Linked DNA regions of Sus scrofa: regions 1 and 3 are each linked to region 2. Evidence: chromatin contacts called from public HiChIP or PLAC-seq and promoter capture Hi-C data. All regions are on one chromosome and are shown on one strand. Each heading gives the region's core, a stretch centred on a gene start, on an enhancer-like site or on the middle of the called end of the contact. The rest is flanking DNA. Distances are from core to core; before and after follow the strand shown. Region 1 holds the start of MAP3K12 (mitogen-activated protein kinase kinase kinase 12). Region 2 holds the start of AAAS (aladin). Region 3 holds the start of PCBP2 (poly(rC) binding protein 2).

What was found. Promoter capture Hi-C pulls out the DNA fragments that hold promoters and counts their contacts. HiChIP or PLAC-seq counts read pairs in DNA pulled down with a chosen protein or histone mark.
Region 1: an H3K27ac HiChIP or PLAC-seq map of alveolar macrophages shows a contact between it and region 2. The contact joins the promoter of MAP3K12 here to the promoter of AAAS in region 2. A contact is called at or near these places in 2 of 5 promoter capture datasets (fetal liver and liver), 12 of 47 Hi-C or Micro-C datasets (blood, embryonic fibroblasts, heart right ventricle and 5 more) and 2 of 2 datasets of contacts at active chromatin or transcription factors (alveolar macrophages and skeletal muscle).
Region 3: a promoter capture Hi-C map of fetal skeletal muscle shows a contact between it and region 2, with 5 times the contacts expected there. The contact joins the promoter of PCBP2 here to the promoter of AAAS in region 2. A contact is called at or near these places in 2 of 5 promoter capture datasets (fetal skeletal muscle and liver), 1 of 47 Hi-C or Micro-C datasets (embryonic fibroblasts) and 2 of 2 datasets of contacts at active chromatin or transcription factors (alveolar macrophages and skeletal muscle).

The regions. Positions count from the first base shown.
Region 1 is chr5:18,715,569-18,719,285 of Sscrofa11.1, forward strand. MAP3K12 (mitogen-activated protein kinase kinase kinase 12) reads right to left here and starts at 1,641. Exons shown (of 14, transcript XM_003126192.6): 1 at 1,255-1,641. It overlaps TARBP2 (RISC-loading complex subunit TARBP2), which reads left to right and starts at 3,020. Exons shown (of 9, transcript XM_003126194.6): 1 at 3,020-3,371. The coding sequence starts at 3,319.
Region 2 is chr5:18,536,236-18,539,848 of Sscrofa11.1, forward strand. AAAS (aladin) reads right to left here and starts at 1,600. Exons shown (of 16, transcript XM_003355403.4): 1 at 1,339-1,600; 2 at 299-426. The coding sequence starts at 1,461.
Region 3 is chr5:18,672,555-18,675,819 of Sscrofa11.1, forward strand. PCBP2 (poly(rC) binding protein 2) reads left to right here and starts at 1,640. Exons shown (of 14, transcript NM_001244512.1): 1 at 1,640-1,705.

The sequences.
Region 1 (3,717 bases), core at 391-2,890, 180 kb after region 2:
TGCTTAAACTTCTTGCCTCCCCTGCCCATAACTGGGTTGAATTAGGGGTGGATGTTACGCATTTTCACTTGTGCTGGTGTTGGTTTTCCCAGCATCACCTGGGTCCCCGCGGTGAATGGATGGGTGGCAGCCTGGAGCAGGCAGAAGTTTTTTCCCATCCTTAAGTATTAGATAGGGGAGAGCAGGCCCTAAAGCTGAGAGGAACTTCAGCATGTGGACAGGAAGAGCCAGGGTGCACTCAGGCCCTTCCTGACTGCCCCCGACTCCCCTTCCCTTGGGGTGACCCTCTGGCTGAAAAAATGAGAGCTCCCAGAGCCATGGAATCCATCCTCTGAGTTGGAAGGAAAATGGTATTTAGAGAGACCCACAGGGTGTAATGGGAGAGAACCCTGGTGGGAGAGAGACCCTGGGTGCGCCTCCACCTGGCTGAGGACCCCTGACCCCTGCTCCTTCCAGAAGGGAGCAGGTAATGGAGCTCAAAGATGGGACTCTTCCCTCAATTCTAAGGGACTCCCCATTATTTCCTTCCACTGTCTGTAGAGCCTCTGGCCCTTTCTTTTCCCTCCCCTCAGCCAAGGCCATGGTTCCCAGGAGTTTTAACTCTGTGCAAAGGATTCTTGCTTATTTTTAAACCAAGGAGTTTGATCAGAGTGTAGGGAAAAGGGAGGAGGCTCGTGAAAGGGCTGGTCCAGGGACATGGGTTAGGGGAGGCAGAAAAACCACATAAGAATGGGGGAGGGGAGGATGACCATCACCTGGGCATCCAGGAACAGGTGCTCACTGCCTATAATCCTCAGGTGCAGCCTGCTAAGTGTGGGGGGCAGGGAGTTGGATGGGGGGCACATGAGGCCTTGTCCATCCTTCCCTTTCCTGAGGGGCCCAAACTCTTCCTCCTTCTCTCCCCCCCCCTTCTTGAGGTTGAGTGGGAGGAGAGGAGGACGCTCTCTTTCCCCCTGTCCTTTAAGTCTGTTCCCCAATCATCCCCCCACCCCCACCCATACACTCCTTTTCAGCTCTGGAGGCCCTTAGCCTCCAAGCTGGGCCGCGGCATCCCTCTGCTTGGTTCCCCTCCTTCCCATCCCCACAGGCGTCGGGTCCAGGTCCCCAGTTCCTCCATCCTCACAGTCTCAGCATCCCTGCGCCACCCTCCCCACACCCCGCCACATCTGCATCCCGACCCTCCCTCGGCACCCAGGTCCCGGGTCTCGGACCTATCCCTACCCCCAACCCTCCACAACTCGGCCCGGCTCTCACCTCGGGGGCTCCGCGGCCGCAGCACAAAAGGCGGCGCTGCTGCAGCTCGGCTCCGGATGCTGCTCCCGCCTCCTCCTCCTTTTCCTCCTCCTTCCCTCCTCCCCCCGCTGCCCTCAACCGGACCAGGGGCGCTGTCACAGGCGATGCTCGTGCGGTGTCCGGGAGCGCGGGATGTCAGCTTCAGCTTTCTTCCCCCACCCCCCGACCCCAAGCCCTGTCCTCACTCGGCTTGAACTCCTGCTCCTTCCAAGGCCCCCGCCCCCGGCCCCCCGGGACGGACACGCCCTGAGCGGGGGATGCTGCGCTGGAGCCGCCGGCCTCTTAAAGGAGCCCGCTGCTGCCATCCGGCGCGCTCCAGGCTCGTCTCTGGCCGGTCTGGGCCCCGCACCTTCCTGCTGGCGGTGACCTGGGGCGGTCCCACCTCCGGCCTTTAACCGATTCCGTAGGCGCCCCCTATGAGCGATCTTCTAAGCTCCCTGCTATACCCTGAGACAAGAGCCCCTCAGATGGGACTACCCCAGCGCTCTAGCATCGCTCCCCCCGTCATGTTGATCTTGACAGCCTTCTTTCCCCTGTCACCACTCCAGTTTCACCCACCTGGGATCCATTCAGCTCAATCCCCGTTCCCTGCTAGTGTTCCTGGATAACCCCTCATTATTACTCCAAGATTTCTCTGGACCATCATCCCCGCACCGAGCAAGTCCGTCGGTGCGGGGACTTGCTTTTCCCTGACCCATTCTCAGAACACTCATTAGATTCAGACATTTTTTCGTGATCTCTTTCTCCAAGGTCACAAGATTCTCCCTACAATCTTTCAGGCCAGTGGCTGTGAGACTTCGGCGAGGAGGGAATGAAGCTCGGGACCTCAACATCCGCCTTCTGCTCTGCACACACATTAGTCAATTAGTCTTAACAGGCCAGAATCCTCTCTTGCTCTCTCTTTAGCTGAGAGACACAAGACGCAAGGCAGAGGGAATGAGATCACCATGTGCCTTAGTCCTTCTAATCCTGTCGTCCCATTATAGCCTGATTCTCAGGCTCCATAGGGGGGTCTCCTGGTGTAGGGGAACCAGCTACAGAAAAGTTCACTAGAGCCATTCTAAAGAGGCTTTAGAAAAGAAGCGGAAACCGACCGGCTGCAGGGCAAAATTAAGGGTAAGGGAAGTGAAGGACAACCTAGGAAAAAGTAGTCGTTTCTGTGAGACGAAGGCCCGAGAGCCAGGGTTTAGGTCAGAGGCTGAGTGGAAACTGAGACAGAGATGAACTTGGACTTAAAACTGACTGGCCTGGCGCTCTGAGGGGCAGAGAATAGTCCCCTCCCGCGTGCAGGCAGGACCCACCCTCCCAGACCGCAAACAGCCAGGAACCGACAGCAGCATCACCCCTGGGCCAATCACAACCTTTTCTCAAGAAAGAGGCGGAGTCAAAGGGGCTGAGCCTTCTCTTGTCCCCGCCTCTCTAGGTGAAATAACCAATTGCAATCCACCTAGAGCAAGTAGGTCCATTCGGGAATAACCAATTGTGCTGCAAAGCTTTTCGTGAATATTTGACCCTGCCCCTCTAGTTGCGACAAAGATGACGCGCGCGAGCTCCTGGGTTCTGTAGTTTTCTTGGGATCCGGAGGCCTTCTAGCTCGAGTTCGCCCTTACGGCGCCGTCCCCCAGCCGCTGCCAATCGGCTAGTACGCACGCCCAGAGCCCCAGCCCTGGGGAGAGGCTACGCGGAGGGAAGGAGGCGGGGCGATAATAAAAACAAGCAAACGAACCAACCCCCAAACCAAAAACACATCCTCGGCTTGGGAAGCAATAGTGGAGGGGTCCGCTCCTCCCAGAAGGCGGTGCTGCCAGCCTGGGCGGACCACGCGGAGAGTTGTGGGGCGGATAGCTGTCCTCCTGATGAAGACTCATAGAGTCGGGTGGGAGGGGGACTGCATATCCCAGCATGCCCCGCGGTGGGCCCGACCGGCCGCGACTCGGGGCTTGGCCCCGGCCCTAGCTCGTCGGCGGTGTGTTGGGGCGCGTGGAGGCTACAGTCACGGTGGCGCCCGCGGGGACGGAGGAGGGAATGAGTGAAGAGGAGCAGGGCTCCGGCACTACCACGGGCTGCGGGCTGCCCAGGTGAGCCGCCTGGTACCAAAGCCCGTAGGGCGCGGAACGTGGCGTGGTGCGGAGGGAGTAGCGGCGCGGGCCCCAGCATGCACCTGGTCTGCGGGTTGTTCCCGGCAAGCACTGGGGTAGTGGACCGTGGTTCCCGGCATGCACCCCGGCAGTGGCCACTGCCTCCGGCTTTAGCTAGTTTGGGATTGGCCTGGTTCCCAGACTGCACTGGGGCAATGGGCTTTATGCCCCCGACATTCAGTGCATTTGGTGGGTACTGGGTTCCTGGCCTGCACTGTGTCAGGGGACATGCACTTTCAACCTGCACTGGGGTACAGGATTCCCCCACCTTAACTGAGACAGGAAC
Region 2 (3,613 bases), core at 350-2,849:
ACATGAGGTTATTGGCTCCAATCTTATACCTTGCTGAGTTTCAGGTAAAGGCTCTGAAAGTGATAATCACATGAGAGAGCAGGTTCACAAAATCAAACCAGAAAGGCAGGCAAGACACTGGAGATGAAATGCACAGCCTTCAGTTCCACACAAGGGACTGATGACCCAATACGCTGAATGAGAGACAGCTGTGAGCTAGAGAGGGCCAGGAAGCCCAAGGCGGAGGGAGAGGGATGGTGACCTCATTTCCTCCAGGATCTGCAGACCATGGCCCAGGAGACCCGGGGCCATGTCTCACCAAATGTTGATGCATCTCTTCCACACTTGCTCCCGGTGGTGGATGAAAGCAGTTCTTGTGCCATGGTCCAGCCTTCCGGGGGTCTTCAAGGGATCCTTGGTCAGGTTTAGGACAGGTAGATTGATCCACTGGAGCCAGAAGTGAGAGGTATAACACTGAGTTAGTCTCTTCCCCAGATCTCTACTGAACTCCCTACTGGACCTATAGCTGGGCTGAGGGGAAGAGGCCCCAGGGACCCGTTTCCAGGTCCACAAATACACTTGTGGGACTGGGAGACAGGTCTTAGCTCCCTTATCTGTAAAACTACAATAATATTTCATAGGGTTGTTGTGATTATTAAATCACATTATTAAAAGAGTTCCCATTGTGGCACAGCAGGAACAAATCCGACTAGTACCCATGAAGATGCAGGTTTGATCCTTGGCCTTACTCAGTGGGATATGGATCTGGCGTTGCCATGAGCTGTGGTGTAGGGCACAGACGTGTGTCCGATGCTGCATTGCAGTGGCTGTAGTGTAGGCCAGCAGCTGCAGCTCCAATTCAACCCCTAGCCTGAGAACTTCCATATGCCTAGGGTGCGGCCCTAAAAAGCAAAAAAACATATTATTAAAACATCTGTGGAGAACACCTGACTCGGAGCCTCCACCTTACATAGCAAAATCTCAATAAACGTCAGTTTCTCTTCCTTTTCCTTCCCAGGAAAAGCGCAGCGGAAAAACTCCCCAGGTTGCGGTTGTGCCTTCCTAGTTCTCCCAGACACCGTCTCCAACTTTTCCGAAGTTCTCTTGCACCCTCACATCCCCTACATTCACTCTCTCCGTTCCCTCTGGGCCTGCCCCACAGCTTCTCAGCATCCTTCATCCAACAATCCCACTAAAATACATTTCAGCCCTTCCATTCTTCTCCAGCGGGGCCAGACTATTTCCAGTCCTCCAGGCTGGGGACCGCAACCCCGCCCCTGTCACACAGCCTCTGCTCCCCGATTCTCTCCGACTCCGCCCCCCATGCCTGTAGGTCCCCTCCCTCCTCGCCCCGGCCACCTGGCCCCGGAAGTCAGGAGGCGGACTCTCATAGCTACTGCCTGTCACCAGCTCGTTATTGTGCTCGTATAGGGTGACTTGTCCCCTAGGCGGCGGCGGAGGGAACAACCCCAAGGAGCACATCTTGCAGGTCCCCAGGAGGTCCGGAATCAGTAAACTCGCGGATCCCGCTCCTCCGTCTCTTAGTTCCCGGGCTAGATTCGGATGCGTACGGGTAGCCGCCTGGGACAAAAGACGTTGCAAAGCTCAACGGAAGTGAGTGGAAGGGCAACGGAGAAAGAGGACGCACGCGAAGTCCCAGGACAGACTTCCGGGGCGTCCTCGCGCGCCGCCTGGCGGCCGGAGGGGGAGAGACGCAGGCAGTCCGTAGAGCCGACCCCTAGTTGAAGGTCGGAGTGTTGGTTTGCTTTGTTTTCTTTTTTTCCTATGAGACTGCTGTTTTTCCCAGTTCCGAATTCCCAAACACCGTCCCCCACTCACTCTCAGCTCTCGGAAAGCCCAAAATAAGCCACGTTCAGGGAAGTACCTAATTAAACCCTCCTAGGACTGTGGATCGCCCAGAGGAAAATACCCGCTGTGTTACGGGCAGCTAGCTGGCTGGAAAGCTGAAGGAAGGTCAGGTGGAGCGCCTTGGGAGGGAGAGTGTTGCGCTCGCCCGAAACTAGAGCCCAGAGAGTTAAGCCTCCTGGAAGGAAAAGTGGGAACAGCTGGGAAACTTAACATTTCCTGAGCACTTATTATAAGTGCTTGTATAATCTTTGTAACAACCCCATGAGGTGGGTACTGTTCTGTCACCATGAGGAAAGTGAGGCACAGGGAGATCTGACCAAAAAATACCAAAACTAGGTGTTTTTTTTTTTTTTGGTCTTTTGTCTTTTGACGGCTGCACCCGCAGCATATGGAGGTTCCCAGGCTAAGGGTTGAATCGGAACTGTAGCTGCCAGGCTACACCACAGCCACAGCCACGTGGGATCTGAGCCTTGTCTGCGACCTACACCACGGCTCAGGCAACGCTGGATCCTCAACCTGCTGAGCAAGGCCAGGGATCGAACCCGCAGCCTCATGGTTACTAGTCGGATTCGTTAACCACTGAGCCATGACGGGAACTCCTGAAACTCATATTTTAAAAAGTGAGATTGGAGTTTCCTGTGATTCAGCAGGTTAAGGATCTTGTGTTGTCACTGCTGTGGCTTGGGTTGCTACTGTGCTGCACATTCAGTCTCTGGCCCAGGAACTTGTGCCTAAACCACCAGCAGCACCCCCCCCTCCAAAAAAAAAAAGTGAGATTGATCCTACTGTAGCTACAAAGAATGGAACTAGAATTGGAGAGTCTAATACAGAATGAAGACTCCTCTTCCTTTTTTTCCTTTGGTCGTGTCAGAGGCATATGGCCATTCCCAGACCAGGGATCTAACCTGCTCCACAACAGTGACCTAAGCCACTGCAGTGACAATGGCGGTTTATTAACCTGCTGCGCCACAAGAGAACGCCTGGGGGGGGTCCTCTTCTTACAGCTGTATAACTTCAGAAAAATCATTGAATTCTTTGGGCCTCAGCTCCCTCCCTTGCAGTGTCCTAGTTATTACACATGGTTGTTTCCCGTAAAAATAATGGAAATGAAGCCATTTAATAAATTGTAAAGTGCGAAACAGATATCGGTGAGGATTAGCAATAACTCTGCCATGAACTAGGTGACCATGGGCATTGGTTCACTCATTTAACAAATTTTAATGAGCAATTCCAAGGACCAAGTTCTGAGAACACAGAATTGCATAAGGCACAGTCCCCACTCCCAAAAGCAGCCAGTCTCATTGGAGAATCCAGGAGACTTTTTTTTTTTTTTTTTGCTTTTTAGGGCCACACCCACACCACAGCATATGGAAGTTCCCAGACAGACTAGGGGTTGAATCGGAAGTGTAGCTGCCAGTCCACAGCCACAGCCACATGGGATCTGAGCCCCATCTGCAACCTATACCACAGGTCACTATATGACAACACCGGATCCTCAACTGACTGATTGAGGCCAGGGATCGAACCCTCAGCCTCATGGTTCCTAATCAGGTTCATTAACCACTGGGCCACGAGGGGAAATCCCCGGGAGTTCTGTGACTGCTCCACCTTTCTACCTGAAACGTTCCCTCCAAGAGAGTTATTCCTGGGTCAGAAAACAAGGGGCTCCAGAATGTTAATGGACAGAAGATTCACCTGAGAAACTTGTTAAAATGCAAATTTGGGGGCAGAGCTCTGAGGCTGTGGTTCCAAAAAGACCCAGGTG
Region 3 (3,265 bases), core at 390-2,889, 140 kb after region 2:
CAATTAACAATACCTCCTAATATTAGGTAATATTCAGTTCATGTTTGAATTTCCTCAGCTGTCCCCAAAATGACTTAAAATGCTTTTTTTTTTTCTCTTCTTAGTGCTGCAACTGTGGCACATGGAAGTTTCCTAGGCTAGGGATTGAATTGGAGTTGTAGCTGCAGGCCTACGCCACAGCCACAGCAACTCGGGATCCAAGACACATCTGCGACCTACACCTCACACTGCAGCTTGAGGCAACACTGGAGCCTTAACTCACTGACCAAGGCCAGCATCGAACCCACATCCTCATGGATACTAGCTGGGTTCTTAACCCAGTGAGCCACAATGGGAACTCCTATGGCTATTTTCTTTAAAACCAGGATCCAAACAAGATCCACCATTTTCCTTTTCCAGAGAATAGGGTAGTTGTCTTGTTGAATTCCCACATTCTAGATTTGCTCATTATCTCTTCAATGTGTTTCACTTTTTCTATTACCCTTGTAAATTTCCTGTAAATTGCAAATCGGTTCTGAAGGCTTGATTAGATGAAGATCAAACACTTGCCGGGACTACTTAATAGATGATGTATGTATGTATGTATGTATGTACTTATGGCATCTCATCAAGGACTATGTCAAAGTTGTACTATTAGTGATGCAAAGTTTGATCAATTTGTAAAGTGGTGACTATCAGATCTTTAAAGTTAAAATTTGGGGGGCTTTTAGTGGGACTTGCAAATAATCTATGTGGTGATATTTGGCACTGGGAGAATATCCTGTTCCCTAACAGCGTTTCACTTAAAATTTTGATGATTGATGATGGTTGCTTGAATCATTTATTTCATTTTGGGTTAGAGAATGAATGGTGATTTTCTCTTTTATTTCTCTACATTCATCATATGGAATTCTTGTTTAAAAGTTTCCCCTTAGTACAGTTCTTCCTAAAAGAAAGGGTAAAAGCTTAATTCATTCCTTTAATTACCAATTTTCAGAGTAAGGAGTTGGTGTAAAAGTTACTTCCATTATGGCAAATTAGTTTTTTTCTCTTTTTGAATCTCACTATAGACTACTTACTGAGTTTTTCCCACCCTCTCTTGTCAGTGCCTCCTCACCCCTCCCATTTTCCCATTTCCTTTATCCATGGCGACTGCCAACTCTCTCCGTACTAACGCCTGAGCTTTCCAACCAGCCCGCTAGGGGCCACTAGTTTCCTCCCTGGCCCCTGCGCTGCCGCTCTATCCTAGACTTCGCCATCTACTACCAGTTATTGTCTCGCTGGTGCCAACGCTGTCCAAGGAGCCGCTCTAGGCTATTGGGAGGCCGTCCGCATTGCGTGAGGAAGGTTTGGACGACGCAGTCGCCTCGCCGGCCCCCGGGGCGGTTAGCGCTTCCGGGGTCGGAGGGTGCGCGGGGTTGAAAGCGGGCCGCTCCGCCCCGTCCCCCTCCCAGACCAGCAGAGGCAGCAGCCGGAGCAGCCGCAGCCTGCGCCCTCTCCCGCCCGCCCGCCCTCCGCCCGCCCGCCCGCCCTCCGCCGCCCTCCACCCGCCCCGGGGTCTCTTTCCCCCTTCCTCCTCCTCCTCCTCCACCCCCCCCTTCCTCCTCCGCCCGCCCGCGGGGCCCCCCTTGCCTTCCCGCCCGCCCCTATTGTTCCGCCCCCGGCCTCCCGCCCTTCCCCTTCCCGCCCGCTCCCCTTTTCCCCCTCAGTCGCCTCGCGCCTGCAGGTAAGCTTCAAAATTTTTCCTCCGCCCCCGGCTATAGCTGTATTTCTGCTCTTGCCATCGTTCTTAGCGGGCTCCGGTCCCCGTCACGAGCCCCGGCCTCGCGTAGTCCCGCGTGAGCGCCTTCCCTCTCACTCTGCTTGGCCGGCCATTCACGCAAGGCCCTGGCTCCGCCGAGGCCTAGTAGGCCTCGCGCAAGGCCTCCCCCCATCCCCCCGCCTTTTCCCGGTGGCGGCTGCGCAAGAGTCAAGGAGGGCGCGCGCGCGGTAGGGGGGGCGGCGGTGGATTTGTTGGTTGAGGGGGGTGGGGGAGGCGATGGCCGGCTTGCTGGCCGGGCGGGTGAGCGCGGCTCCCCGCGGGGGTCAGGCGCTGGCGCAGCCACACGAGGAGGCGCTACTAGTCCGGCCCCTCCCCCTGGATCGCAGCGCCCCCCCCCGACCGAACCGTTTATTTATTTTTTTTCCTCTTTTCTAGTGGAGGGATGGGGGGTGCATTTTTTAGGTGGAAAATGCTTGGATGACCAAGGAGAAGGGGGCTGCGGAGTTCAAGGGTGGACGGGCTCCCAGTTACCGAGTTATTCAGGACGTTGTCTCGGGGTAACGAATTTTGAAATTACAAAATGCCTGCCGCTATAGACCCAGACAGAGCTATTTATAGGAGAAGGGGTAATGTACTGCAGGATTAACTGCTGGATTCCTGGGATTGGATACACTTACATTGACCTAGTCAGGAGAGAAATATGACAGGGATTTCTTGGATGATTTAGAGTTGGAAATGCTTCTTTCTGCCTTACCTCAAGAAATGGCTCCAGATATTTCAATATTCTTGCCCTTTCGAACTTGCATTTATTGTGGTATTTGTCAAGTGCTTCTGTTGTATGTTAGTAGCTATAAGGAATTAAACTGCCAAATTTTTACCGTGTCTTATTTTTTTAAAATGTCGTTCTTACAGACCTAATAATGTCTCCCCCCCATCCCCACCCCCAGCACTCTTGTTTTTCCATGAGTGAAAAGTGTTGAATGCTGGTATTTTTCCAGCAATTAATTATATTCTGAAACCGGGGGAATGAGGTGCTTTGGGGATGCAAAGCCCATCTTTTAAGTAATCACACACTTGAGGTAACCATGGAGCAGCTTGCTATATACAGAATGGTCTGGCAGCCACTTAAACACTTTTAATATTTAGGATATGGTCCTAGAGCAAAGTTAAAACAGTGGCTGGTTATGTGAAGAGGGAAAACTTAGCTGTAGGAGAGAGATCATTGATGTTTTGAAGGGCTGGATACTAAAAATGTCACTGGAGAAATTTCACAACTTTGGGGAGATTATTTTTAAAGCTAAGGTTGTTAAGTAGTAAGGAGGTGTTGTAGGCTAAGCTATATACGAAAACATTGTTTCTACATGTCATCAATTAAAGCAGAAAGGTTAGGAACATTAGAGGGTAGGGTGGGGAAAAGGCTTCATTTGGTAGGAAAGGCTCATTACTTCTATGGCCTTAATACGTTTTTAGCAATACCAGTTATTTTGATTGTTTTCTTTGGAAGAAAATTTAAGATTTAGTAGA